Regions from separate parts of the Mus musculus genome. Here region 2 is linked to region 1. A link is a contact called in public Hi-C data. All regions are on one chromosome and are shown on one strand. Each heading gives the region's core, a stretch centred on a gene start, on an enhancer-like site or on the middle of the called end of the contact. The rest is flanking DNA. Distances are from core to core; before and after follow the strand shown.

What was found. Hi-C and Micro-C count contacts between places; a contact is called where the count stands out from the background.
Region 2: a Hi-C map of uterus shows a contact between it and region 1, with 4 times the contacts expected there. The contact joins the enhancer-like site here to the promoter of Arhgap6 in region 1. A contact is called at or near these places in 2 of 39 promoter capture datasets (liver and neutrophils), 10 of 484 Hi-C or Micro-C datasets (embryonic fibroblasts, liver, myocytes and 3 more) and 3 of 115 datasets of contacts at active chromatin or transcription factors (bone marrow-derived macrophages, fibro-adipogenic progenitors and stem cell-derived neural progenitor cells).

The regions. Positions count from the first base shown.
Region 1 is chrX:168,791,880-168,799,796 of GRCm38.p6, reverse strand. It overlaps Arhgap6 (Rho GTPase activating protein 6), which reads right to left and starts at 4,698. Exons shown (of 13, transcript NM_009707.4): 1 at 2,986-4,698. The coding sequence starts at 3,576.
Region 2 is chrX:168,902,929-168,910,845 of GRCm38.p6, reverse strand. The region is part of intron 1 of Arhgap6 (Rho GTPase activating protein 6); the gene reads right to left. Among named protein-coding and RNA genes, the nearest start is that of Arhgap6, 110 kb to the right of the region's middle. Within about 2 kb of position 3,020, at least 4 of the 459 cell types and tissues checked have an H3K27ac peak or open chromatin away from gene starts, as enhancers often do. A contact at or near this core is called in uterus, where this site is marked.

The DNA.
Region 1 (7,917 bases), core at 3,449-5,948:
AATCCTGAAACACATAGTAAGAGAATGTTAACAGAGTCATTCCTGATTTTGTCTAATATGTCCCAGGTTTACACCAAACAAACAAACAAACAAACAAACAAACAAACAAAACCCAGCCATTAGTAGTGAACATGGAGTGACCACAAGTAATAGAATTGTGGGCATTTATGAGAATCTTGAGAGTGGAAACTGTTGTGTGCCCAATTTGGTTTAAAATCACAAAATCTTTTGCAAGTGGATGTGATCCATCACTTACTAGATCTGAAAGTAAATTCTCAGATATTCATGTGGCCTTAGAGGAATAGATACATATATATGAAGAAACCATAAGAGGATGTGGAGTCTGCAAACATGGCTCCAGGGGGATCTTTGTGGATTAAGAGGCAGAGGAAGGCCCCAGTGATACATTAGATTAGCTCACAACTCTTCTGTAGGTAGTTAATAGATACCCAGCTTCCTGTGCAACACTCAACATCACAAATGCGATGGTTCTCAGCTAGGGTGCATCTGCCCCTAAAAGTATTTGGCATGATCAATAGTTTTTGTTGTCAGTTTGGAATAAAGAGGTGCTGGGATGGCTAGTTTTATGTCAAGTTGACACAAACCAGAGTTATCTCAAAGGAGAGAACATCAATTTAGAAAATGCCTCCATAGCATTTTCTTAATTAGTTATTGATGAGGGAGAAAGCAGCCCTTTGTAAGTAATGCCATCCTTGGGCTGTTGGTACAGGGGTCTATAAAAGAAAGTCACTTTAACCACACCATGTGGAGCAAAGTAATAAGCATCAGCCCTCCATAGCTTCTGCTTCAGCCCCTGGCTCAAGGTTACTGTACTGTTCGCGTTCTTGTCCTGACTTCTCAGTGATAGACTACAATGTAGAAGAATATGCTAAAATAAACCCTCTTCTCCTCAACTTGCTTTTTGATCATGGTGTTTCATCACAGCAATAGGGTCCCCAAACTAAGACAGGTGCTCCAGGGCACAGAGTGGGCAGAGGACAGAGATACTATGCAACACTGCAACATTCATGGCAGAGGACCTTTGAACCTCAGATAACAATAGTGCTAAGGCTGAGAAACCCTGAGGGAGAACAACCAGGAATAGTGCAAAAACCAAATATTTGTGAACCAAAGCTCACTTCTGAAGCCTCTGGGTAATCATGCAGGGTGCTCACTTGCTGGAGTTTTGCCATTATTAGTAAAGTTTCTCTCTTAGGATAAAGGACACAGCTTGCGTACAAGCAAGAAAGACAGGCAGTGCCCAATGGGATGAATTTTCCTGGGGTTTGAAAGGGTTCCAGGACATTCAATCTTTGAAAGGTAACCCAGACCATTAAATTCCAGATTTAGGGGTTACATTAGGATAGCTTGACCCCTACTGAGCCAAACCAGCATTGGACTTACATGCCAGGATTCTACCCAATCACCCCATATATGCCTCAAGCATAAAAGGATCCCCACCCTTACCTACCCTCTTACATATTTAAACCTCTTATTAGAAAAGTTTGTTCTTTGCTATATGGAAATGTACTGTTTTAACCATTACAACGGGATGAAAGTTATGGTAGATGAGTTCTGTGCAGACTGCCCACACACTCTGAAATGGACAGAAGCCATCTAGTATCACTGAAGTTCAAATTCTCTAATCTTAAACATTGGTTTGCTTTTGATATCTCTCCTCTCCCCCTTCCCTCCCTCCCTCCCTCTTTCACTCCCTCCCTCCTTTCTGTTCCTTCTATAGATTAATCTGCTAATGTGTGCTTCTGCACCTGAAAAGGAATTTAGCCTCTCTTCTTCCCAAATGCCAAGCCGGTTGTTTTGGGTATAATGTGCCTCAACATTTCTTTCCACTATCTCCATGATCCAGTCAGCAATGTTTTTGTTCATTTTTTACAATCTATATATCATGCAACAGCAACAGTTACTTTAACTCAGTCACTAACATTAACAATATGTAATGTTATTATTACGGTCAATAATGCTAATTTTGTAGGGTAATATACTAAAACTGAAATCTAGCAGTTATCTTATGCTAACAGAGCCGAGAGGCTATTTTCAAGCTGTTTGGCTTGGTTGCATTTCCTTTATTTAACCTAAATCTCCAGCAATTACATAGTATTTCATTTCATTTCTGTAATGCTAACTGTGCTTTAAGATATTTAATTACAATTGATGAGATCTCCCTTCCTTTATGGAAACAAATCCCAGGCAATCCTATAGAGCCTGTGGAGTAAACTCGGAAGGAGTTGGTCATTTTTTAACCAACTACTATTTATTCTTTAAAAGTGTGCTGCTTTCCAAGTCCCCATCAACCACAGTTTCCCAATGGCTCTATTCCCCATTCATAACCAGAGAGCAAACGTTTAAAGGAAATCAGATAGCTCCCTCTGAGTTTCCTATTTATTATTGATTCCTGATCCATGCCTATTCTAGTAACTACTAATTGTCCTTAGTGGAATTTGGGCGGATTTCCATGATATTTCAGACCCTTAAGCACCAAAAGTATTCAGTACCATAGATTTCTGAAATTACACCTTTAGGGAAAAGAAATCAAAACTAGAGAATTATAATAGTTATTCTATCATGCCACCCGAATACATACACACACACACACACACACACACACACACACACACACACAGAGTCAACATCCTTCAGAATAGTTTCTGAACTCTCAATCTAGTGGTAGATGTATATCATGTAATATTTCATCAAATCAGGTTTGATGAAGAGATTAGATGACCCTTTGATTGAAGTATCAAAAAGAAATCAGAACACCATTTCTTCCCTCAAGTCCTGGGGCCATTCCTCCTTCAGACACACTCATACGGTGGCCCCTTAGAATGGTCACATTCTGGCACCATCTAAACAACCAGAGTCAAGCATCTAAGGCTGGCGCCTCACTCTGTACGTGGGACGGACTTAAAGACCTGGAACTGCCTGGGGCAGCTTTGGGACTGTGAGACACATGGCGCTGGTCCCTACCTCGGACCTCCACACGACGTAAGGGTGACTGCGACTGTTAGGTGGAGGCTGGAACTTCCTCTGCTGGAGCCATCTCCTAGGAGAAGAGAAGATGCCATTGGGGCCTCCCCCGGAGGAACTGAGGATGCTTGCGGGACTGCGGCTACTAGCGGACCCGGACCCGGCCAGGACAGAAGGCAAGTCCCAGGCCATGCTCTTCTTGAGACCACTGCGACTCAGTGGGACCTCGTAGTCAAAGTGGAAGCTGCCAGAAGGCGACTTTTCTTGCGGGGTACTTGGTGTGGAAAAAGACGAGCACAGAGGTCTCGGAGTCTGGAACCGGGTAGCCCGAAGGTGCTGACTCCGGGGAGAAGAAGCTAAGCGGGAACCGAGACCCTCTGCTAAGAGCTGTGGAGAATGGAGGCGGCTTACTGTGGAGCCCCGCAGGCCGCCCTCGGCGCCCATCTCGCTCCCGCAGCCACCGATCAGAGCTGGGTCCAGGCTGCGCGTCTGGCGCAGCTTCCTTTTGGAGAATCCCTTGGCCGAGGCCGTGCCGCCCGACGCGGGCGAGGAGCAGGAGAAGACACTGTGCAGCAGGCTCTGCGCGGACATCTCGGCAGGGCTGGGTCTGAAGGCCACCTTCTTGTCTTCCCTCCTAGATAGCGGGAGACTGTGACCTGAGAAAACAAGTGGCCAAAGTAGAGTAGGGGAAAACTGCCAGGCGGGGCTCGCCGAGGAAGGTAGAAAGCAGTGCCCCGTTCACGCGCCACCAGCGCACTCCAAGTGTCCCTGCGGAGGCAGAAACAGGAGCTCCATCCCCAGCCTTTTGGGAAACAAGAGGTCCAGGTCCCTTTACCGTCTCTAGAATCTTCCTCAGGAGTCCAAGTCTCAAAGAGGCTAAGGAAGAGGAGGAAGGAGGTCAGTGACTAGCTGAGATCTCAGCTCCAACCCGCCAGCGCCACTCCCCCTTCCCAGCTGAAGGCGGGAGACACTGCGCTTCGGCTCTCTGGCTCCGGACAGCCTCGAAATCACCAGCAAGCTCCTCCTCGTGGCCTGAGGACAATCCCGAGGGCTAGGGAGGAGGCTGCCTGAGAGTCCGCCCTGAGCGGATCCTTGGTGCTCCCGGCGCAGTGAAAAGTCCTCTGGAGCACCCCAGCTCAGCTGTCCGGCTGCGCCCCCAGTGCACCTTCTTGGTAACTTGGGGACCGCGGCTGTGCTTTGGGGGATCAGCTGGGTTGCTAAGTCCCCCTTTCTGATTGACGAGGCTCCAAAGTGTCTCCAAGTTCACGTTCCCGCGCAGTCCCGCTGTTGACTCAGTGGGACACCATATGTGCTGCGTCCCGGGCCTTCCAAGCACTGAGCGACAACGGTGTCAAAGAACTCCCCCGCTGCGCTCAGCACTACTCAGAAAGGTCTGCGCTCAGAAGACAGTCTCTGAAGCGAGTATCCGTGTTCCTCTAGAAGAGCGACACTTGATATTTGCTGCCAACCTTGGTTGGGCCCAGAGCTGGCTCAGAGATGTCCCAGCACCCTCGCGCCAGAGGCAGCGGGGAAAGGGGTGGCCCGTCCCGGGTAAGGCCAGAAGAACGCAGGGTCTGGAGCCGGGGCGGAGCCAGAAGCAGGAGAATGCAGAACGTGAACTTTTCCAGGCGCCAAACCTGGGAAGTAGCTCAGAGAGCCAGCAGCTGGTCTCTGATACCCGGCCTCTAGGGAGAAAGTCTTGAGGACGGAAGTGCGGACCTACTCCCCCCCCCCCCGACTCCCCTCCCCCCAAGCCAGGGGCTCGCGGTCTCCACACACGTTTCTGCAAAAGGAAGGGGAGTGTCAGATTGCACCCCACCCACTGGTGTCAGACCCGCAGCTCTGGACGGTTTTTCTGAACTTAGAGTTAAATCCCCTGCTTTCTTTTCTCCCACCCACAACCCCGCCTTTTTATTTTTTATTTTTTGGTGGAGAGTCCTCGCGTGTCAGGGTCCTGCGCACGTGTGTAGATATGTTCTATGTAGGAGAGGTGAACAGAGCTTGGTCCGGGTGGAGACTGACACCAACTAAAGTTAACTGGCCTCCGGGGTCGCCCCAGAAAGCTCCTGAGCACAGGGCTCAGCTGCCAAATCTTGGGTAACTGATAAACACAGAAGTCATAGTCAGCAGTCCAGGCTTGGAAACGGACCTGAAGCAGTTTCTCTCACTTGCCCACTCATGGAATCTATAAATCTATAAAGCCTTGCCTGCCTCTCCTGGGGCTTTCTGATGTCACACTTAAATTTTGCTAGGCATCTTAAAATCATCTCTGCAGGGACTGCAGGGATTGGTCCGAATGTTGGAAATAAGTGACTTCTTGTGGTTCTGTTTGTTCAAAACCAAAATATGTGGGAGTGATGATAACTGACTACAAATAAAAAATGAAACGTCATTTCTTTTAAAAGCGTATAACGGAGTTATTAATACGAGTGTTTGACACAAGCCTTGTGTAAATACCAGCAACTGCTCAAGTTTTATTTATAGAAGCGCTTATACCTTTGATGCTGGATGCAGAGGTGGGTTACTTTACTGTGCCTTTTGACAATGCCACCTTGAACTTCCTAGGTGATTTACTATCCACTACTCAATAGTTTGTATTTATTGATTAGGAGAAGGCAGGTCATGGAATCTAATTAGCAGGAAAATTTATCACCTACACAAAAGTATGGGACATCCTACTCTGATTCCTCCTGTAGCCTGTATTTCTCTTTGCGAATGCAGGAGGCAGCACTCCTGTGTTAGCTTGAATGGAAATAACCTTCTGGGTAAAGATGATTTGTTTAAGGGTTTGTTTGTTTGTTTCGTTGGGTGTTTTGTGGTGTGTGTGTCTGTGGGGGGAGGGCAGTAGGGGGTGACTGTCCTGGCTAGTTTTATGTTAATTTGATATAAGCTAGAGTCATCAGAGAGGAAAAATCCTCAGTTGAGAGCAAATGAGAAAATGCCCCCATGAGATTGGGCTGTAGGCAAGACTGTGGGGCATTTTTTTATTTAGTGATTGATTCTGGAGCACCATGCCCCACTCCCACCCCCTGCTCCACCCTCCCTCCTTCTGCCTGCTGATTGTGGTCAGGGAGATAGATCTCTAGGCTGGTAGTTCTGGGTGCTATAAGCAAGCAGGCTGAGCAAGCCATGTAGAGCAAGCTAGTAAGCAGCACCCTTTCATGGCATCTGAATCAGCTCGTACCTCTACCTCCTGTTTGCTGCCCTACTTGAGTTCCTGCCCAGACTTCCTTTGATAATGGACTATGACCTATATTGCTTTGGGTCACTAAGACAGTGCCTATTGTTATTTTAAATTTGGTCAGGCCCCAGCTGGCCTGAAATTTGCTGAATTCCCTAGAGATCTTCCTTCCTCTGTCTCCCCCATCTTGGAATTTAAGGTGTAGGCCATCCTGACTGGCTCTGCTGCCTGAAAATAGAATGTGAGATTAAAAATTCCTATCTCTGGGCTGTTGCCTCTTCTGGTTCCTTGGCATATCTCAAGCATTTTCTGCAGTCGTCAATGAGCTATTCTGAAAGAGGCTACAACACTTAAAATCACTTGACGGCCTACTAACAAAAGTATACCGAATCACCTTTGGGAGTTGGTAAGATTAACTATCTTCAGCCTCCTTAAAGAATTTCAGTACAAGTAAATGTGGGTGGGTCTTGCATGCCCTTTCTTTGGTAACAATGTCTCATAACATTTCACTTAGGCTGGAAACACCTACCTGAAATAGTCCCCAGCATTAAGATAACACTGCATAGTTATGCTTCATTGCATGGTTATGCCTCATTGAGTCTTGGCATTCAGAGTAGATGGTTAACAGAGTCACACTTTATGGGGACCCCTTGTGACTCCAGGCAGCTGTGAATGTAATGTCTAATTCATATATATGTTCTGGTTGTCTAAGCTCCTGGGATGACTGTGAGGTTGAAAATGTACCCCACCAGGACTGCTGGCTGAATAGAAGTGTCATATAGGTGCAACGGCATTTCTCGTCATGGATGGAGAGCCAACAAGTAGAACGACTCTTTTTCTATCACCACTTCTAGGGCTTAGAGCAGACAACAGGCCCTGACCTACCATTAACCTGGAAGTTGCTTCACACTTGGGAACAGTAAGTTCTTTTAAATATATTCATTGGTGGCTTACCAGTGGACATGGGTTAAGAAGTGGTTTGTAATTGTGTGGACACCATAGAGTGTATGCAGACATAAATGGTATAAATTGGTCAATTGAAATGGCATCTTGGGGCAACCGAGAAATGTGATAAATTTGTAATGTGTGAGGCTGCTGCCAATGTAACATGACATCTTGATATATAACATGACATCTTGATTTATAGTAAACATTTTATTTTTATTTAATTAAAGAATAATGTAGTAAATGCACAATTCCTTATCATTGGAAAGTATGGTATATAAAGGTAGTGAACATAATTTGGTATGTTCAACTGGGGATTGTTGGTTTTGTTTTTATTGGGGGGACAAGGTCGTGTGTAGCCCAGGCTAGTCCCTAATCTTCAGTCCTCTGCTCTTTGCCTCCCAAGTGCTGAACTATATCCATATGACCATACACAATCAAATGAGGAATTGCACAGTAGCATCAATGCAGTAATCAATGTTTTCAGCTCCATTAATATCTTATAGAATGTTATACATAGGATCCATCTTTGGCCAAAATGTTTTTGTTTGGTGAGTAGCTATATTCATTAATGTGGAGCTCCTTGGGGAAAGTTAGCTAGTGTGTTTATTTGTGCTTTCAAAACACAGGAACAAATGCAATGGTTCTATAATGAAATATTTTTGTAAGATAACCATTTATATTTTTTGATATTAAAAATATTTTGTGGTGGTACTTACCCCTAAGAAGAAGGAGCAGGAGCAGGAGGAGCAGGAGGAGGGGGAGACTATAACAGAGTTGGCAAGACACTAAAAAAGCCACTAGCA
Region 2 (7,917 bases), core at 1,771-4,270, 110 kb before region 1:
ATTGGTGTTCCCATTTCAATCAGAATAAATGGCTCTCAATTCCAACTGAATATGCCCATCTCCTAAAGTAAGACCAGGGTAGTAGCAGTGTGTATGTCTCTCTGGCTCATTCAATGAGCATGCAAAGCTGAGAAAACTAGGTTGGTGGATCTAATGGGTATACACAGGCTCTCATTAAACAGGCAGTAAAGGCAAGGTCTTGGAAAATACTGAGCAAGAAACTGCAGTATCAGAATTATTCACTGGAAAGATGATCAAAAGAACTACATATCCATTACATAGGATATAGACTAGCCAAGGAAAGAGATACTTAGGAGGCCATCACAATACTGATCACCAGAATTCTCTTCTTTTGGTGAATTCGCTCACTTTGTGAAATGACTAAAGAGCTGGTGTAGAGAATTATTGGCACTGGCAACTGATGTCCAAGAGTTGCCTAAAATTTGAACCAGAGGGAGCCAGTATAGTTTATCTTAATTTTAAACAAATTCTTTTGCAGAACTAAATAGATAAATACAGAAGACAAATACAAATGTCCAAAAGTGGGTGGTAGAAGCAACATTTCTGGAACTAGAAGAGACCCAGACAAGTGTCTTAGACAACATCACAGTTTTGTGATTTTGCCATGATACACAGGCAGGTCTATGAAACACATGAGGATCCAGATGACAGTTTCAAAGTCAAAAGAAAAACTAAACTATCAGTATTTTAATATGTATATTTTACTGGAAGATTCCTAGTGAATGTCTCACAATGCCATCTTCATTCTAACTGTTGGTAAATGAAAAAAAAAAGTTTGTTAGGGATTTTTAACCTAATTAGAAGAAGCATCGTTTTATCTAAAGAGTCAAAGTAAAACATGTGGAGGAAAGAGAACTCATCATTAAACCATGTCAATAACATTATAATGAAACACCATCTTATTACCACATTCCACAGTTCTGAATATGAGCATTGTGGGTAAATCATGTTCCCCCATCAAGTTCCAGAAATTCCAAATCTGACCTTACTTGGAAGTAGGGTCTATACAAAGAAAGCATTAAGGTGGATCTTAACCTAATATTATGGTATCCTTATAAAATATATAAACTTGAACACAAAAACTGCCAAGGATATAAGGAAGATGACATATGAAAATGAAGGAATTGTTTAGGGAGATAGATCTACAAGCTAGCTTACCATCATCCATCAGAAAGAGAGATAGGACAGTCAATGCTAGTGAAGATTTAGATCACAAAACAGACTTCTAATCCACTGGTGGAAAGGCGAATTAGTATAGTCATTACAGAAAATAGTGTAGATGGGTACCCTCAAAAAATTAAGTGCTATATAATCCAGTAATCATGTGGCTCATAGAATGCACAAGGAAAATGAAATCAGTATGCTTGTTACAGTACTACTCACAAGAGTCAACATATGAAACCAAAGGCCTCCATGAGTTGAAAACAATACATCTCAAAATAAAGAAAGAGAGTAAAACAGGGGTCTAGAAAGCTCTTCCACAAGATACAACATTAGCATAATAAATAAACCAAGTTGGCAAGTAGGAAGGCGGAAACACACACACACATACACATATCTATGTACCTCATACATTAACACACCAACAAAAGTTCTCTAGATAGAACCTTCTGAAGCAACTGGCACAGATGCAGAGGTATTCCAGAGTACCTGAAGATAACTTATAGGTCATTATGTACTAAAACATACACCCCTGGCTAGAAATTTAAATGCTAAGATGACATATGATACCTGAAGTTATACATGGAACTAAACAACACAGCATTTTCAAGAAAGCTGTTCCTAAGCAAATGAGCCACAAAGCTTGAGTTATCTAACATAACAACCCTATTCTTTGCATAATAGGATCCCTGGAGCTACTGACCATTCTCTCTTTGTTCCAGGTTTCTTCTTCCTTTTGAAATGTATCTTTTGCAAGTAAACCGACTTCTTCTTTTGAAACTGTGTATCTCTGCTCCATTCTTTGTTCCAAGATAAGAAACCCTGGAACCCTCCAGCCATACCCACTGAACCCCTAGCATCAGTTACTATCAGGATGTTAGTATGCTAAGTAAGAGGTAAAAGGAGACAGGGCAAGGAATATATATATATATATATATATATATATATATATATATATATATAATACAAAAGGGCTATTTCACACAAGGAGTAGAACTGTAATTTTGAGGGGCTAAAAATACAGGAAGAATATTTGGGAAATGGTAATCAAAGCATATATGATGTCAGAAAGAACAATAATTTTAAGATATTTATGGTGCATGCAGTGACTATAGTTAAGAGCAATGTGTTATGTGCTTGAAGATCTTGAACTGAATAGATTTTAAATATTGTCATATGAAAAAAAGGAAAATTGACTATTTGAAGTAATGTAGAGTATTTAGCTTGATTTATTCATTTCACTGTATATTTGGAATTTCAGGTATAAAAGGAATATTTGCTATACAGTTGAGATGGTGGTGCTTAGTTAAAAATATATTCTGTGAAGAAAGCTTTACGAACATGTTTGTTTAAAGTTTAATCACAAGGAAGGATTGAAAGGTAGAAAAGTCAATATTAAATGATTAAGAAAGAAAATACTTGCTTCAAATAGTTTTCTCTTCGTGATGGTTTTGGCTGGGGAGAGCTGTTTGTTTAGTCTTTAAGACAAAGTCAGATGGACCATCCCCCACTAGCCTTCAAGTCACTAGGACCTTAAATGATCCTCCTGACTCTACCTCTGCAGTTTGAGATTAAAGTTATAGCAGAGTCCTGCTTGGTTTTGCAGGTTGCTGGGGATTGAACCCAGGGCCTCCTGAATGCTAGACAATCACTCTGCCAACTGAGTTACATTCATAGATCTTGAATCTTTGTAAAGAAAACTGTTGGCTAGGAGTGAGATCTCAGAACCAATAGTAACAATCCTTTCTCATTAGAAATGCAGAGCCTTTACAAGCCTGAAGCAATTCAGCACTAAGTTACTAGAGCCTAGAATGGCTTCCCAAATTCCAAGGGTGGGGGAGGGGGAATAAAGGGAGAGTCAGTGTCCGGTGGGGGAAAGGAAAAAGGATCCAAATGGATGAATAAGGAAAGGAAGAACAAGAAGATCAACATGTATTGTGCAATTAGTTCCTGAAAAAAAATGTGTCAGCAAGTCACGGGCCAGCTGCAACTGGCAAGGAACTTGCCTCCATCCTCTGGGTAAGGGAGGCAGTGACAGGGAGCCAAAGGTGAATAGCAACATTGATTTAACTATTTCAGAAAGGATCATCAAGAGCATCAAGTTCATAACATGCACCATATTCAAACACTCCTACAAACACGCCAAACCATAATCTAACCAGAATAGCTTGAATGTAATCAACAAAAAGTTGCTTGTAAGAATTATTTTGTTTGATCTTTTGAAGTTCAGGATTTGTTTCTTTTTATAGAGAACCTGCATTTCATCAAAAGTAGGAAAAAAAATACTCGGGCTTTTATAGCCGTTTTGGTACTTGGTCTTTGGTGTTATTAGTATGAATAATACAAGGTTAACTTGCATTCTCTGAGTGGAGAAAGAATTGCTTTTGTCTATGCTTTCCAAAGATGTTTAATGCACAAGAAAGCCCTCTGTGTGATGACATTCCAACAAAGCAAGATGGGAAAGAAACAGGCTGGAAACTGGTGAGGCAAAGCCAGGAAGAAGAGCCATCCCATTATACTGTGCCTTTTAGATAAGATAGCAACAAACAGGCATCCATTGAGCAACCACAATGTGCGTGAGTCTGGCTGGTCTCCACTTGGCATAAGGAGCTGATAAAATGTATGTCCTCCATTGGTCTATACAATTCACAGGGTGATAAGACATGATAGATTGGAAGGAACGACCTGGAAATACAAGCCAGAACTGGACACATGTCTTCTAGAGGTAGAAACAATTCATTGATCCCATTCAAAGTTGCATCTTTGCACCATATAGTCTTCTCTGATCTTGAAGAATAACTGAAGAAAATAAAGGCATTAACCTCAGGAAGTGATCCCTTAGCAACAGTGAGTCAAGGGTTCACAATGGACACATACATTAAGGCATGAAAATAAGTTACAGGAAAGGGAAGGAGGCAAGGGGAAAAGAAAGAACAAAGGTGCTCCTCTGAGAAGTGAATCAAGATTTAAGTGTAAGTTAAAGGAAGTAAAGATGTGAGTCTCATTGATGCTCTTGGGGAAAGCACTCGAGGGAGATTGAAGAATGCATGCAGAAACTCTGAGATTGGAATGTGAGGGAAGGAGCATTGCAAGAAAAGCAAGTCAGCAAAGAGAGATACTATCAGAGGAGGGCCGAGTACACCTGCCAAAGCAAGAAATATGGGTGCTATGCTGAGGAAGCAAAAGCCGGCTGTGGAGTGATGGAGATGAGGGTCAGTGTCCCCTATGTCACATTTAAGTGGGAAATAGTGAGTATTCACTACATTGTCAATATGCCTTTTAAAATCCTCACTTTTGTGCTAAATACTAATCACACAAAAGTAAGAGGCAGGCTCTGTTTCATTATTATTGTTATTATAATTAAGATCACTGGTACCTGGGACTAGAGAGATTTCTCAGTGGTTAAGAGGACTGGCTTCCCTCCCAAAGGGCCAGGGTTCAATTCCCACTACACACACTCAAATATTTTCATCTCCAGTTGCAGGAAATCTGACACCTTCTTCTGGCCTCCATAGGCCATGGATGCAATGTGGTACACAGACATAAATGCAGGCAGAACATTCACATTCATTAACATAAAATAAAAATTAAATAAATATTTTTAAATTACTTTTAGAAGATCATTAGCAGCTATGAAAATATCACTATAAACATCATGACCACTACCACAATCTTCAATACCATTATGACCATCATCGCCATCATCACCATGACCGTTTTCAAAATGTTGCTATTTTCAACAATGACCAATGTTCATTCTTGAGGAGTAAGCCATAATCCAAAATCACTTTCTTCTAAGGGAGAACTGGGTGTATGCAGTCAGAGTCGGGAGAACATCTGATTTCTGTGCAGTTTGGTAGGGCTTGCAAGGCAACTTGACCTATGAAAGGAGCTCCTTCCCAGACTATAGACAGCTTCCTATTGGGTCAAGCTATTGGAGTTCATTATGTTACGATCTGATTATTAGGTTGTCCTCATTTTGGCAAATTTAAATCTTAAAATCTGAAATTCCTCCTCTGATATACAAATAATTTCACTTCCTTGTCTTTGGCACTTTAGAGCATACTGTTTATTGTTTCTTATGTGACTGTCTCCCTATTCACTGGGTTCTAAAATTCACAAACATAGAGACCATGTCTCATCCATATCTGTACGCTCATATTTTGCTCAGTAAATTCAATTCTCACTGAAAGAAGTTGATATTTTCTTTTTCTCTCTCCTACAGTAAATATATTGCCTACCATCAGGCATTGGTAAGGAAGGGTACAAAGACACGGTGATCCTAAGGCAACATAAAGGTGTTGAAAATGGAGTTCTTGATCTTTAACAAACAAGGAAGGAATGAGGAAGAGGAGAGATTGGTAACTGAAAAATGGCTCCTTCCAAGAAGGTAATACCTCTATAAATCCTTCCACCCATGTCAAAGTCCTTTCTGGAAGCTGATCAAAGTTTTCCAGACAGTATGACAGCTATGAATAGAACGCAGCATGAATGTACCATTACTCATGATGAGAAAAGATAGCAGTCCCAACACGGCAACAGAAATAATATGCCAAGAGTTTGTATGGGTTGCAAATGGCTCCAAAAGCCTGCACGATTAACAAAATCTCTCAAATTGCAAGTTTCTTTTTATTTGTACTGAAAAGGTTTTTTTTTTTTTTTAAGGCACAATGAAAAATTCCATGAAAAGAGATATTATGGGAGCTGACTCATAAACAGTATCATTTCAAGACCAACCCTTTTGAAATATAACGGGAGGGGCACTGCCTCTCTCCAACGATGAGCCTCCTGAGTCATTTCAGTTTTAGTTATCATGAAAAACCCTGAAAGCACAAGGAACTTGATCAAGCAACTATTCCCATGGTAAGGAACATCATGCCAGTTCTACATAGAATAAATATTACAGATGCCACAACGTAAATTGGGACTTTGGAATCAAATCTCAAGAAAGACAGCTTCTCACCTACAACCCGTTAACAAAACCTAGGCTAACTTTGGAACACATCCTAATCTCCAATTTATGATGAAGGCTAATTAACAGGCCTTCTAATTACTTATATAGATGGAAAAGAACCTAGACTAAGGCTAGACTCTCTAAATTCCCCCACACAGAAGAGGAGGGTAGACCCAACACAAGACATGCCGAATGACCAAGTTAGAATCTGGATGGAGCTACCATTCACAAGGCTCCATGCTCTGTAACATTCAGTGCCAAAATGAAAATCCAAGCAATCTGCTTGGGAAATGATGAAACCTGACCGTCATGGCACTTTGGAGGGGGCCCCAGCTTGACCTTGAGGCATTATTTATTATTGGTGTTTGCTTACTCCCCACCCCCAAGCCTGTGGTTTATCCATAACATCTGGGCTTCATCATTGACTGGAAAGCATGAGCGTCTTAGTGCTGAGTGAGGCAATGGAAACAGCAAAGGATGTCGGAAGATTGTCAACAGGCATTCAGACACTGCCAAATGTCATGTTCTTTTCCAAGGAACATTCAGGATGCAAATAAAAATCATATAACACTTCTCTCTGGCAAAGGAATGGGCAGAATTTGCTTTTTGTTTTCTTTTCTCTTGGTTTGAACTCTATCTGGCTGCAGAGGATCAGGAGGACACTATCAAATCGTGTTACCCTTCTAAGAAAAAGGCATTTCACTTGAGTTTGAAAAGCAGAAGTTTTCTCCACTCTTATGAAGATGTTCCCCCACTTACTACCATAGAGATTTCTGGGGGAAAATAACACAAATCTCTCCACCTGTTTTGGGGATTTAGGAGGACCTGTTATTCTTGATCTGGCAACTTGTCTGCTGACCCCATAGATCATTTCAGCCTATATGACAGGAGATCACAGATAGTATTAGTTCCTCCAACAGCAGCTACTCCAGCAACAGCTACTTTAGAAGATCAGAGTCTTACATACTGCTCTAGCAATCTCTAGCTTATGGACACTCGGTGCTCTCTATTTGTATGGAAGGATGAGGTAATACTACTTGAACCTTTTAAGTCCTCTTGATTCCTCATGAAGAAGCCCCATTGTTCTCTGTTGTCCATATTTATATTGCTACCGTCTGTTTAAAGGGACTTAAGAGCTTAACACCATAATACCTGCTAAGTGTACCCTCTGCCTACCCAGAATACTTTCTTTTTATCCAACTTTTTCGAAACTTTATTTTCCCTATGCTGGCAAGTCTTTCTTGTCCCTCAACATAATGTTCTCCCACAACAGTCTCTCTTACGCCTTCTTTCTTTGTAATCACTGATTTATTTATGTGTGTCAACCACTAGCTGACACATTCATTGTTTTGTTTTTGTTCCTCTTTTTTTAACAGCAGAAAATGCTTTTGCTTTTGTAGTCCTAGGCTTAAACAGGACTGGTGTTCATTTACTGTCTGCTCAATGAACAATCTGTATTAGAAGGTCAAATCCATCCAACAACCATATGTGTTCTTAAAATGCTAAGGGTTGGCTAATTTTAGAGTCTACATTCTGGAAAGTAATAATACAAACCCCTCCACAACTTCAGAAAGGAAGGCACCAAATCCCCAAAGTTGGAGAGGAAGCACTATAATCTGTAAAGAAGGGCTGGGCAGATGATTCTGTAAAAGATAAGGCAGGAGATATCTAGTGTTTATACAAGTCCTGTCTATTCAACTGTTTAAGTCTACTGCTGTACTTCGATTGTACAACAAAGGGCATGATGATGTTGCAAACAAAATAAAACAAAACAAAACAAC